2 separate regions of the Zea mays genome follow, and region 2 is linked to region 1. A link is a contact called in public Hi-C data. All regions are on one chromosome and are shown on one strand. The core of a region is the stretch at or near the end of the contact, and the rest is flanking DNA. Distances in the headings are between cores, read along the strand shown.

The links. Hi-C and Micro-C count contacts between places; a contact is called where the count stands out from the background.
Region 2: a Hi-C map of leaf shows a contact between it and region 1, with 2.0 times the contacts expected there. The contact joins the promoter of LOC103651618 here to the promoter of LOC100502380 in region 1. A contact is called at or near these places in 1 of 25 Hi-C or Micro-C datasets (leaf) and 1 of 3 datasets of contacts at active chromatin or transcription factors (seedling).

The regions. Positions count from the first base shown.
Region 1 is chr3:231,870,423-231,876,992 of Zm-B73-REFERENCE-NAM-5.0, reverse strand. It overlaps LOC100502380 (Amino acid dehydrogenase family protein), which reads left to right and starts at 4,219. Exons shown (of 15, transcript NM_001323926.1): 1 at 4,219-5,134; 2 at 5,804-5,930; 3 at 6,016-6,217; 4 at 6,430-6,516. The coding sequence starts at 4,537.
Region 2 is chr3:232,021,648-232,028,466 of Zm-B73-REFERENCE-NAM-5.0, reverse strand. LOC103651618 (protein MICRORCHIDIA 6) reads right to left here and starts at 4,283. Exons shown (of 19, transcript XM_008677289.3): 1 at 3,637-4,283; 2 at 3,441-3,515; 3 at 2,771-2,805; 4 at 2,598-2,676; 5 at 2,414-2,503; 6 at 2,248-2,323; 7 at 1,638-1,716; 8 at 1,392-1,526; 9 at 777-875. The coding sequence starts at 3,973. LOC111591148 (a long non-coding RNA gene) reads left to right here. Exons shown (of 2, transcript XR_002750336.2): 2 at 1-319.

The DNA of each region.
Region 1 (6,570 bases), core at 2,970-5,469:
AATCAAGCATAATTCAAACATCCATTCAACAACACCATAGATAATTGGATAAAGTAACAACACTAGTATAGTACCACATATAGCACAAACACGCTAGCACAGAAACGGTGGAAGTCTAGCTTGTTGCAGTTGTCAATGGACACCTGTGAATCTGCAAACCGTGAAGTCGTGTGTCGTGCTCGTGAGCGGCGGCCGCTAGCCTGATATGATGTGTGGTACGCTACGGTAGAAACTAGATAGTAAAAATAATATATGGGCCTTAGGGTATCATTTGTTTTGGACTATTGGGCTAGCTGCTGGCCCAAGTACCCAACAGGCAAGTAGGCAACAACCCAAATTCATGTTTGGATAAAGATTATACTGGGTATTTTATACCCGCGGGTTAACGGGCATGAGTGATGGCAGAACGTTCCATTACCCCTTTACCCATTAGGTGAAGGTTTTTGCCCAATAAAATACCCATGAGTAGAATATTTAGTTCATATACATACCCTATTGAAGTAAATACCCATCGGGTATCGGGTACCCATTGCGATCTCTAGCCCCGGGTGGCCCGGGCCCAATATCCGCCCTGGTCCTAGGGTAGCAGAGGTCGGGGCCAATTGTCACACCCGTTTTTAAGACAAAACGAAATGCATAGCATATGTGTGGCATGATCTATTTCCACGCATATGTTAATGTCACAAGTGTAATATATCATAGGAACAATGCATGAAAGCGTAAATAAAGATTATATTAACATATTACACTTCAAAAAGACATAATGCCTTAACCTTTATTCATCAAAGCACAGCGAAACATGGGCATCCTTCCACCATCTAGCGACGTCTTCGGCACCAGATGACTCAGTCAAACTGGTCCCTCGGAGGGCAGATGTTGGGGCGAAGGCGAAGACGCTACCCTTCGCGTGAAGCCTTCGTCGCCTTGCTACACCAACGAAGGCGAGATGTTCGGCGCAGTAGCCCTTCGTCTTCTCCATCGCAAGACGAAGGCCAGACTCCGACGAAGTCTGCTAGTCCCGCGTCCTCATCTAGTCCATAGGCCCACGTGGAAATCGGCCTACTGTAACGGGCCCCGTGTGGACAAGCATGTTACGGGCCTCATTTGTAATAGCTTTTCTGTAATGACGGTCTGTAACCTCCCTTTATGGGAATATTCTGGGGATAGTCCGGGTACCCGAGGGCATAAGCGTCCTTGCCTTGGGACGTTAGACACTCAGGTACCTATAAATACCCCTGTACAGTGCCCTTGAGAGGTCAGATTAACAGAGCAATTGCCATCCCACATCGAACTTTGCTTGCACTCTTTCCATTTCCCCGTTGGATCTACTTGCCCAGGAGAGCAAGTTCCAACATTTGGCGCCCGTCGTTCGTGCTACGAACAAACCACACACGATGGCACCCAAGCGAGCTAGTTCAAAGGCAGCCCCATCCGTCGACGAAGCAGCGAAGGCAGCGCTGCTAGCCGAGAAAAAAGGCAAGGCCCTCGCAGACAACACCCCCCAAGAAGCCTGCGAAGACGAAGCTCTCAGCAAGAGACAGGCCACGAACAACCCACTCCCGAAGGCACTCTACGCACCTACAGCTCCGGAGGACAACCACAAGCACCACCCCCAGGCTTCGCTCCCCCAGAGGGCGAAGACGCAACAGAGGACGACGAAGTCATTGGCGTCTCAGCCGAAGAACAACTACAACTACGGGCCCTACGCATCAAGAACCGCAACCTCCAAAAAAGAAAGACATCCTCGAGGCCAAGCGCCAACGTGTCACCGTGCAAGCCAAGGTGCGCCAGATGATACGAGACGAGGAACAGAGAGGCCAGGAACTCGAGCAAGAGATTGCTCTCATGCAGAACGAAGGCCAGCACGATCTGCAGCACGACACACCCCTCCAACAGCGCGCGCCAGCCGGAGACTCATTCATACCCCAGCGTGGGCCCTTCATCCCGCACGCCGCTGATTTCCAATGCATGAACTACCTTGATGAGCGAAGCCCCCTGGCTCCGCAACTCCAAGTGTCACCGTGGCCCGCCAACTTCAGGGCAGGGACCTACCCCAAGTACAACGGCAGCGCCGACCCAACACAATACATCATGAGCTACCAAGTCGCTGTCGCATCATCCAGAGGGGAGGACGCCACAATGGCCAAGTCTTTCATCATCGCCCTCGAGGGTCCGGCCTTGACCTGGTACACCAGGTTGCCCCATTGTCCATCGACTCCTGGAAAGGACTCCGGGACAAGTTTTAGCTCAACTTCCAAGGATACCGACCCGACACCGATGCTTTGGCCGAGCTATCACTCTGCAAACAGCAAGAGAAGGAAACCCTACGGGAGTATTACCGCAAGTTCCTGACTCTCAAGTCACAATTGCCTTCGGTCGACGACCACATTGCCATACACTACGCCATCAGTGGCCTTCGGGCTGGCATCCTATACAATCACTGCATCAGGGACACACCCAAAAATCTCCAAGAGCTCTATCAGCTATTTGAGAAATACGCTAGATCCGAAGAGCTCCATCAGCGCAAGATCGAGTCTCAGAGAAAGCCCAAGGACCCTCCGCAGTCTAGCCGAACCTGGACAAGGCCTTCACAGTCAGACTCCGGATGGGACAGCCGCAGTCAGCAGCAGGTGCACAACATAGCCAACCAGCACCCCACCGGCGAGGCCGCTTGCCGTCAGGAATATCCCCCAGGGCCGCGGCAATGGCACGCGAGGCCGGGGCCGGGGACGGGCGCAGCAACCGCGCAGATATTACTGCATGTTCCATGGCGAGGATTGCGCACACCCAACAAGGGATTGCCCGGAAACAAAGGCCACCAGTGACAGGATGTCTCGGGCGCAACCAGCCGACAACCAGCGGGTTGTCGCGCACACATATCACCACCACCACCCACAACCATACAACGGCGGCCACGCCCAACATCCACCCAACCACACATATCAGCACCATCAGGAGGTACAAGTTGTACCACCCCCGCATCCGTCTCCACATCAACCAAATCCACACCACCAAAATCACCCCAAGCACCAAAACAAGAAGGTTTCGTCGATCAGCCGTATCGCAGAGTCATCCACATGATCACTGGAGGGTCCAGCGTTGACTTCAAGACGAAGCGACAAAAGATGGATCATTACCGAAGTGTAAACCATGTCGCCCTCACGAACCCAGTTGTACAAACGAGGTGGTCGCAAGTTTATAGACGAACTTATTTTCTTCTAAAAATTAGTTGTAAGCATATATTCTATATCTTGGCCCCTTTGAACTATAGAGAACATTATTTAAATTTATTTTGTTTTTTTATATTTTTATATTTCATATAATGTATTCATATATTTGAATTAAAAGTGGTAAAAAATAATTACCATATCCGCTCTTCATCGCCGAAACTTGTATATAAGACTAACTTCAATAGCTTCATTCTATTTCATATCTCATCTTGTATTTCAAACTCTACTTTACTAACAGTACAGTCTACAATAAAAAACAATATTTTGAATGATCATATAGATAATCTGTTTAGACGGGGATTCTACAGAATGAGCATAAAGCTAACATCATCTCCAATAGAATAGAAGTTCTATATTTGAGTTCCAAAAATTAAAGTAGAACATGATTTGACGTATTAGGGTCAAAAAAACATTTGCAGCACCAACTCATGTTATTAAAAAATAGGACATGTTATTTGGGAAATTAATTGTTAGAAATAGTATAAAACGAGAATAGTGCTCCAGCATATAGGGTCCCAGGACCGAGAGCCTGATTCCTATAATTATTTGATGAATTTTTGTGAAATAGAACTCCTTGTTGAGGGCATGTTTTTTGGGTTAGAGTTCTATATTTTAAATATTTAGGACTTATGTTGGAGATATTCTAAGTTACATAAACAAGAGCAAAGTTGTTATTTTAAAGGGAGAAAAATAAAAAGATTACATCTACAAGTACTATTTTATAGAAGTTAATTTTATATTATCTCTCGAATATTTATTGTATATTAGTTAATTTTTAACTAAAACGTAATAAATAAAAAAGAGTGTCTAATTACTATTAGACATGTCTAAGGCCATTCTCAGTTATGACTTTAAATGCATTGTTTTAATATTGACATATTAGTTTTAAACTAGGTAATCGTGTATATAGAGTTTTATCCTCGTAAAGCTCTAATACCTCGCATGAAATTTCTATATCTCCAGTTAATTGCACTGACATCTATGCCAAAATGAATGAGTACCGTAATAATAGAAAGAAAACTCTGTCGGGACTAGCCTCAGCGCAGCGGTTGCCGCGGCTGTTTCTGCTTGCTGTCGCCGGCCGCAGTCTCCGCCGCGGCTCACGGATGCCCTGCATCCTCCTTCCCGCGGCCGCGCTTAATCGAAGCCTTCTTCTGCACCAACCTTATCCTGTCAGCTGGAAACGCCAAATTCTCCAAACCCTAGCGCCAAAATCCCCATTCTGATCGCTGCAACCGGAGCCGGATTCTCTTGGTTTACGCCTGGCGCTCGTATCGTGTCTCCGCATGATGCAACGAGCACGCGCATGAACTCGATGGATGAAATCAACCTGCTGCGGCAGGCGCAGCGGCAGCATCAGCATCATCTCATGGTGCGCGGCATCGGCGAGGAGATCGACCTCGAGATCGGCCCTGTCGACGATCCCTCTTTTTCCGGAGCTTCCTTAGTGGCCGTTACGTCCACGCACGACACTGTCGTTCACGCCGACGACCACAAGAGCCTCCTCATCCCGTGTTCGCAGCCCGGCGCGGCGGACGGGCTGGCGCCGCAGCAGCACCTGTCGCAGGGGGAAGAGCATGACGGGATGCTCAGGTCGCCGTCGGGGCACACCAAGAAGAAGAAGAAGGTGGTCAAGAAATGGCGGGAGGAGTGGGCGGACACCTACAAGTGGGCCTACGTCGCCGTGCACGACACCACCACCAGGATCTTCTGCTCGGTGTGCAAGGAGTACGGCCGGAAGCACCGCCGGAATCCATATGGTAACGAGGGAAGCAGGAATATGCAGATGAGTGCGCTTGAGGAGCACAACAATAGCTTGTTGCATAAGGAGGCGCTCCGGTTACAGATGGCCTCCAAGGAGAAGTTGCAGCCTCCCGAGATTGAGGGGCCGGTCTATGTCAAAGGTAAAGGTTGGTGTTTTCGGCTTGTTGACCCAGCTTCCACAGTTATACTCAAATTTCACATGGGGACAGTTTTAAGGACCAGTCAATGTGTAATAAATTTGTTTCAGGAAATATATTAACATTCAGTTTTAATTGTGTATTGCTGCATTGTGAGAAGTAGATAACATGGTTTTCAAGATATCACATGTTTTATTCTGTTCTGTGTAGCATATTCATGTCCAATAACAAGTAAATGCTATAACTAATGTCCAATTGAAGAGACAAATGCTAATATGACCATATCTATTACTTCATCCTGTACTGCTGGTACATAGTTCGCAATTGCTTCATATTCTACTAGAAAATGAACATAGCATGAAGCAGATATTCCAGTTTTATTTCCTTTTTGGAGTGGAATTACCAGTTCACCTTGAAATTATCGTTATTTATATATTCCAGTTTTGTTTTCAGCTTGGAGTGGAATAACCAGTTTGCCTTAAAGTTGCTGTTATTTATGTGGTGTTATCATTTGTGCTTTCACTTTCTTTATGCCCTCTATCCCAGTGTGCTCCATTTTCTATCAAACCAAAATGATTGTATTATTTTATATCCCTTGCAACGATCCAACAACTATATGATATATGACCTTGCTCATTTTTTTAGTCTGCGTTTTGTAATTGTCCATTCCAGCTTTATCGAAAACAGCAGCATCAATACTTGAATGTGTCCTAAGGAGGGATCCCCATGAAGCTGAATATATACAGTCGATCCAGGAGGTGGTTCATTCCTTAGAACCTGTTTTGGTGAAGAATGCCCAGTAATTCTTCAAATCTCCCTTCATGCCTTATCAAGAATATGCCTAAACCTTCAGTGTAACATAGTTTCATTTGATAATGTTTCAGATATATTCAAATTTTGGAGCGTTTGTTGGAACCTGAGAGATGCTTTATCTTCAGAGTGCCATGGATTGATGACAGAGGTGAAGCACACGTCAATAGAGGTTTCCGTGTGCAATTCAGTCAGGCGTTAGGTCCATGCAGGGGTGGTCTTCGGTTTCACCCATCCATGAGCTTAAGTGTGGCAAAGTTTCTGGCCTTTGAACATGTAATACTATACTTGTTTTTCCTTGTTTACACGAAAGACATTGTCATAGTACCACTCTAGGTGAACTATGCAAGTGTATTTGCGATGCTAATAACTTGCAGCCTTTGCTTAGCCATGGGTGTGATTTGCTTAATGGATGCATTTTTTATGTTTATATTGCTTTATGGCAGAACTTTAACATGTTATCCCATCATTGTCTTTCTTCCATACAGACTTTAAAGAATGCTTTGTCACTATATAAACTTGGAGGTGCTGCTGGAGGAAGTGATTTTGATCCAAAGGGAAAAAGTGATAATGAGGTGTGTGTACCGTATTTTGATTCCTCAGGACAATAATGTTTTTTGCTGCATGTA
Region 2 (6,819 bases), core at 3,034-5,533, 150 kb before region 1:
GGCGCTTGGAGCCTTTGGCGTCATCGCAATGACTGTGTGTTCAATGGGAGATCACCGAGCCTGGCGAGTGCTCTCACCCTCGCTGGCGATGAGCTCAGGATGTGGTGTAGTGCCGGGGCGAAAGGGTTGAACCTGCTTTCAACTCTTATGTTTATGCTTGACCCAGGGGGATAGTCTAGTGGCTTGTTCAGAGTGGTTGTGTGCGGTTGCTGTGTTGCGTCTTGTGTCTTGTTGTGTCATGTGTGTGTCGTGTGTGTTGTGTTGTACCTTCTTCTATCTATTAATGGAATGATACGCAGATCTCCTGCGTGTTCGAGAATAAAACTCATTTGTAACCCACTCTGTTCTCCTGAGCAAGAAAAGGTGAGTCTTTTCTATTTCACTCTCTATTAACACAAAGATACTCGGTTCTCCTGCGTGTTCGAGCAAAAAAAAGGTGAACAAAAAATTGGAAGAAACGATCAAATGATATATTTGAACAGCTATGGAGAAGACAAGCAAAAAATTCATCTCGCCGCAACCACTATAGCTCTATTAGAGGCCAGCATAACAGCAAAGCCTTTTAATCCTACGCAAGTTGAGGCAGGCTAGAAATGATCGAATGAAACCAAATATTGTTCCACCGATAAGAAAAAAAAAGAAAGAAGAAAACTTATAAAAAGGCATCAACAATAGTAATATCATTAGGAGCTCTAAATCCTTGTTATGGTTCAGGCATGTGGATAGCTTATTCCATGCGCTTTTATCCAAGGATATCAGAGGACAACATTACTAACCTTTTTGTCAGAGTTGAAATCAAGCTCCATATCCCCATCATCATTGAACCAGAGGTTGAATACAATTATCTTTGTTCCATGATCTCCCATATCATCAAACTGAATCAGAAATGAAGATGAATATTAAGTTCCTAACTATGATGGTAAATTGACCCTGAACAGTATACACCCACTTATAGAGGGCACATACTCTATGAGGAAATCGTCTCCTAACAAATTATATGAACTAGGAAAATTTCTTGGGTAAATTAGAAAGAAAGAACATATTAATGCATCCATTAATATTTGCCAAAAGCAGATAATAACATAATTTTTGCAAACTTAAAATTAAAATGTTTTCAGTTAACAATTACTAATATGTATCAAGCATTATGTATGTGGTCTTAACACATTCCCAGAATGCTACCAATTATTCAAGTAAAACTTTGACAAATGGCAAATTATTCGGGTACCATAATATTTTTAAACCATCTCCTTACTTAGGGCTACTGGTTAATTCTTCACATCTCCCAGTTTTCCTTAACTTATCTCTACCTCATTTTTTCCAAGATTATCAGAATTATTCAAAAGTTAGCAAAAAAATATCTCAAAGATAAATACATATCTATTCCGTACTTGTTTAAGCAACTCAGCTTCAGTAGAAAAAGGGGACCATTTGAGAAGGATTGCCAAATTAGAAGAGAAGAGCTTCTGATCATGACGCAACATCTGAACATATGAAGTTGTTGTTAGATCATACTGATAGTCTACCTGCAAGACAGCAAGACAAACACAAGATCAAAACTCAGAAGATGATAGGTGAACTAGAAAATAGCTCAAATGACAATAACAGTCAGACAGAAAAGGAAGTGTCAAACTCACCGTTGGCACCAGCACATCATCGCAACCTGTTTCCATCAAAAATGTGTAAGAAAGAAGGCCGATACTTCTAGTTGGCACCCTACAGGAAACAAAAATCTTTTACTTCAGTAGACACATGGGTTAGGTGGAGAGACATTTTAGTAGAGCTAAAGAGGAATCAAGCAATTTCATCCAATTTTAAATGACATAACAGATCAACAGGAATGTAGTAGAGCAACATGCACTAAATGACATATGGAACACATTGCTATCATTTTAGTTTCTAGTGATGCCTGTTTCCCTGTACACAAAACTGAAAAACAATGTACACCGTCATTTCACAAGAATCAGGGTTATAATTGAATCATTTCTACTCAAATAGGAACGAGAAAAAGGAAGCATTTCAAAAGCACATATGCTTGCTTCAAACTGCTATCAATCAACATCTCTACTTGTTTCACTTTTATTCCTTAGAACTTTATAGTATGTACTATTGAAAAAGGAAATATGTTAGTCAAGTTTACCAAGAGCCCCTTATATTAGCAAAGATAAAGGTAGCATCACAGGATGCTTGTTTGTAGTTCAATGTCAAAAAATAAAAGTACCAAGGATGAATGCAAAGGTTAAGTACCAGTTATTTTGGTTTTGTGTAAAAACAATCACATCTGCTCCAAGCCGCATCGTACTAGTCTTGAAACCATTGCCATCTGATCCAAGAAACAATATAAATTCAACGGTCAGGGGCTCAAGACAACTGATTCACAAGAAACTACAAGGAAGGATACCCAAGACCATACATTGCCCAATGAAAGCATCAGACTGTTTATCTGAAAATCCGAAGCTCATGCAACGTCTCAGTGCCTCAGGATCCATCCCCCCTCCATCATCTTATTAATGTAAAAGTAAAACACAACAAAGTTACAATCCAGATAACAGTTCATATGAAAACAAACAGATTAACATAGCCTTAAAAACAGCAACCTTGAACCAACAATGAGGGGTTCCCATCTCGTGGGTTTTTAAATTTATTAACACGGACAAATGTTGCCCCATTGTTCACCTGAGAGAAAATATGTCACAGAAACAACCATACTTAGCTTCATGTTATGTCTTAGTTTCTTTCTGTACATGTCGAAAAAAACCTTAATGATTACCTCATCGATTGCATTGTCAAGGAGCTCGGCAATGGCTGCAAGAAATTGAGGGAAAACAACATTGAACAAATTGGTGTGCACAAGTACAATATAAAAGCATGCAACAGGTTTCGAACTAGGATGCCATATATGGTTGATTTGTCCAAAAAAATGATACAGTTGGAAAGTTGCAAAAACCAAGACAACAAGCGAGATTGTGAAAATGCTAATGTTTTTTCATAGGCGTACAATGGTTTAACTCTCTACTTATGAATGATGAGAAAGGAGTGCATCATTTGGTACAGGCTTGTGGAACCAGTCCCGAACTTTAAAAGGGTGCCTAATTTTCAAGCATAACCATTGTAAAAACAAATAGGTGTTTATATGACAAATACAAAATTCTATTCTATTAGTCATCTAGCATTGTTGAAGAATATTTAATGTCCTTTGTGTCACTGAAGTGAGTGCTTCATTTCATTCAGAAGTGATAGTTCAATTTTCTTAAGGGAACATATAACAATCCAAACTACAAGTTCGCATCGTTTAAAAGAGACAGAGTTAGCAGTACAGGGGAACAAATACGTAGATTATCTTATTCATGCTAATGAAGCCAAAACAATTCCTAAAAAACAGTTGTTTTGCGTAGTATAGCCAATTATACACCCGAGACAATGAGGGGATCGTCCCATACCGCCAAAAGCCCACTTGTGGGAAGTCGCATTGGAGTGCAGAAACTTGGGGTTTATCCGCAACCGGTTCCGCCCACCTGCACGCACCACCAAATCGCAAATCTCACTCAGCTTGATCACCATCCCCACCGGAAGTATCAAAGGAAAGCGAAGAGGCAGCAGAAATTGGGGCCGAGATTCCTCCGACCGATAGCCTACCGGGGCCGGCCACATCGGGGTTGCGGCGCGCGACGACGTAGTCGCCGGACTTCCAGAACTGGCGGCAGAGGCGCGGCGGCGGGAGCGCCCTGGGCGGTGACGAGACGGTGGCCACGGGCACGGGCTCCTCGGTCTTCACGGGCACGAGCGCGCCGTAGCCCGGGGGGTGGAGCGGCGGCGGGAGAAGAAGCAGCGGCTTCACATCGACGTCGGCGAGCAGGTGCGGCTTGACGTCGGGAGGGGAGGAGGGGGCGTGGTGGATGAGAGCGGTAGTGCTGGGCACAGGCTCCTCGTCTTCGTCGCTGGAGAGCTCGATCACCTCAGCTCCCAGGCTCATCGCCGTCGCCGGGAAGCTGCGCTAGGGCTGACGCCTGTCGAAGCACGAGCTGTCTTCCCCCTTCTTCTGATCTTCTCTGGGTCTGGGTCTGGGACTGGGAGTTAGACAGAAATTGGACAGGCCGGCAGGAAACTCGATTTGGGTTTTCGGCTTTTCGCGTTGCGCTCTCTCTCTCTCTCTCTCTCTCTCTCTCTCTCTCTCTCTCTCTCTCTCTCTCTCTCTCTCTCTCTCTCTCTCTCTCTCTCTCTCTCTCTCTCTCTCTCTGTGTGTGTGTGAGAGTGCACGCGGCGCGGCACGCTCGTTCGCGACTAGACTGAAAAAGGAAAAAGGCCTGTGTCATTTCCTCAAAACGGTGATGCAAGGTTGTTTCGCTCAATCTCTTTTTCTCTCTCCTATCTCTACTACTACTTATGTGTATAATACAGGCGTCCACACTCCTCGGATGGTGCACGTTCTACCGCTGGCACACCCCGCCCCGCATCCCGCTCGCGGCCGCACCCCGCCCCGCATCCCCCGACCTTCCTTCAACGGCGCAATCCATGCGCAATTCCCGCTCCCCACCATATCGGCCTCGCTCGCGCAATCCATGCGGCCTAACCTTCAATCAAGGCTTCGGGCAAGGTTTCCATCATTGGCGAAGCACCAACCTCCATCCTTCTCCACGCTCTCCTAGAAGACTACCATCCATGGTTTACGGAGAAATCGTGCCTCCCCAGGCGTCCACCAGGGGCTACACCATGACCCCACCCCCTCTCCCACATCGCCCGCCAGCCTCCATCGTCGATGGAAGGGCGCGATCTCCACAATCCGCAGGCCCCTGCCCCCGCAAATGCTGCCATGGATGGCGGGTGCAGCGGATTTTGCCTCCATCCCGCTTGGCCCCCTCCGCGCACAGCCAGTCGCATGCCCGCGCATGGCGGATTTGCCTCCCCCTCCGCCAACGAGCACGCGCCAGCACCCGATCCTCGCTCGCTCAGCCATGCCCTCGCTCGGCCCCCTCCGTGCACGCACAAACCACTGTTCCCCCCGCCCGCTCCACCGATCCCCATCCCCCAGATCCTCCCTGCAAATCAGATCCCCACGCCCGCAGCGCCTCGCCTCAGCTGCTCTACCTCTATCCCGCGACCTGCGAGATCGGAATCGCCGCGCCCCGCCGCCCTCCTCCAAAACGGCGTCGTCTTTGCTCGGGGTCACCTTTCCTCCCTCTCACTTCCTCTTCTTTCATTCAGGTGTGTTAGTTAAGCAGAGGAGGTGGCTTGGCTTGTTGCTCGTGTTTCTGCATGGATGCGTCCAGGGGTTCAGCAAGTCGCTAGCCATGACGGTGCTCTCCGAGATCAGGGACAAGACCTTCTTCGTCGTCGTGGTACGCCTCCTGCCTCCATCCCCCTCACGTCACGTCGCCTGCTCTTCCTCATGTCCTTTTGCTTGCCTTCCATGTCTCTCCTTGCGTGCGCCATTGTCCCGTGTGACTGCATAGACGGGTCGAGTGCACTCCCGCCAGGTGTTCGGTGGTATGCTGCCACGCGTGCCTCTTTGCTCGGTTGTTGGGTGCGACCGTGGGAGGTAAATTTGTTAGGAGGACAATTTGCGTTGGCTCGATCCCATCACAGCATCGTGCGGTAGCTGCAGAAGTGCAGATTCGCCGGTGGAGCGAACAGGTGAAGCGCCTTGGAGTCGAAATCATGGTTCGATTCGCTTCAGTTTCTACTGCTGCTGAGCTGAGATGACTTCTTTTTATTAATTTTTTAAGTAGTGACAAGTTGTTTGCTATAGATTGGGAGCTCGGATTTGTTTAGGCTCCTCCACCGGGAGAACTAATTGTGCGCTTGATTTGATGCGGCCAGAATTTTTACCCCATTTAACTCGGTGCGGACTGTATCTTCAATTTGTTGGAGCTATTGCACTTGCCGAATTCGCGATCCTGCCATATCGGTAGTGTCCTCTGTTTCTAGAGGACTGTCACCAGTTTTGATATGATGCTTTCCCTCTTCCACAAGAATTGATTCAGCAGAGTACACTTGAAATAACGTAGCTTGAGGATTGCGTCTTTAGAGGATGAGGGATTTGTCAGGATCTGGACCTAGCAAGACAAACAAACCCACTTTCTTTTTAATTTTTGCTCAGCTGTTGGGTGCGACCGTGGGAGGTAAATTTGTTAGGAGGACAATTGGCGCTGGCCCGATCCCGTCACAGCATTGTGCGGTAGCTGCAGAAGTGCAGATTCGCCGGTGGAGCGAACAGGTGAAGCGCCTTGGAGTCGAATTCATGGTTCGATTCGCTTCAGTTTCTACTGCTGCTGAGCTGAGATGACTTCTTTTTATTAATTTTTTAAGTAGTGACAAGTTGTTTGCTGTAGATTGGGAGCTCGGATTTGTTTAGGCTCCTCCACCGGGAGAACTAATTGTTCGCTCGATTTGATGCGGCCAGAATTTTTTACCCCATTTAACTCGGTTTGGACTGTATCTGCAATTTGTTGGAGCTGTTGCACTTGCCGAATTCACGATCCTGCCATACCGGTAGTGTCCTCTATTTCTGGAGGACTGTCACCAGTTCTGATATGATGCTTGCTCTCTTCCACAAGAATTGATTCAGCAGAGTACACTTGAAATAACGTAGCTTGAGGATTGCGTCTTTAGAGGATGAGGGATTTGTCAGGATCTGGTCCTAGCAAGACAAACAAACCCACTTTCTTTTCAATATTTTCCAGTGCCTGCCTTTATATGTTTATTTTTTATGACCTTTTTTCGAGCAGTAGGGTATGATGCCTTCATTTTGGAAATGGGTAACAATCGAGTCGTGGGAAGATGTGATTCTGGTTTCATGGCAATCAGAGTCGGATTTGTATT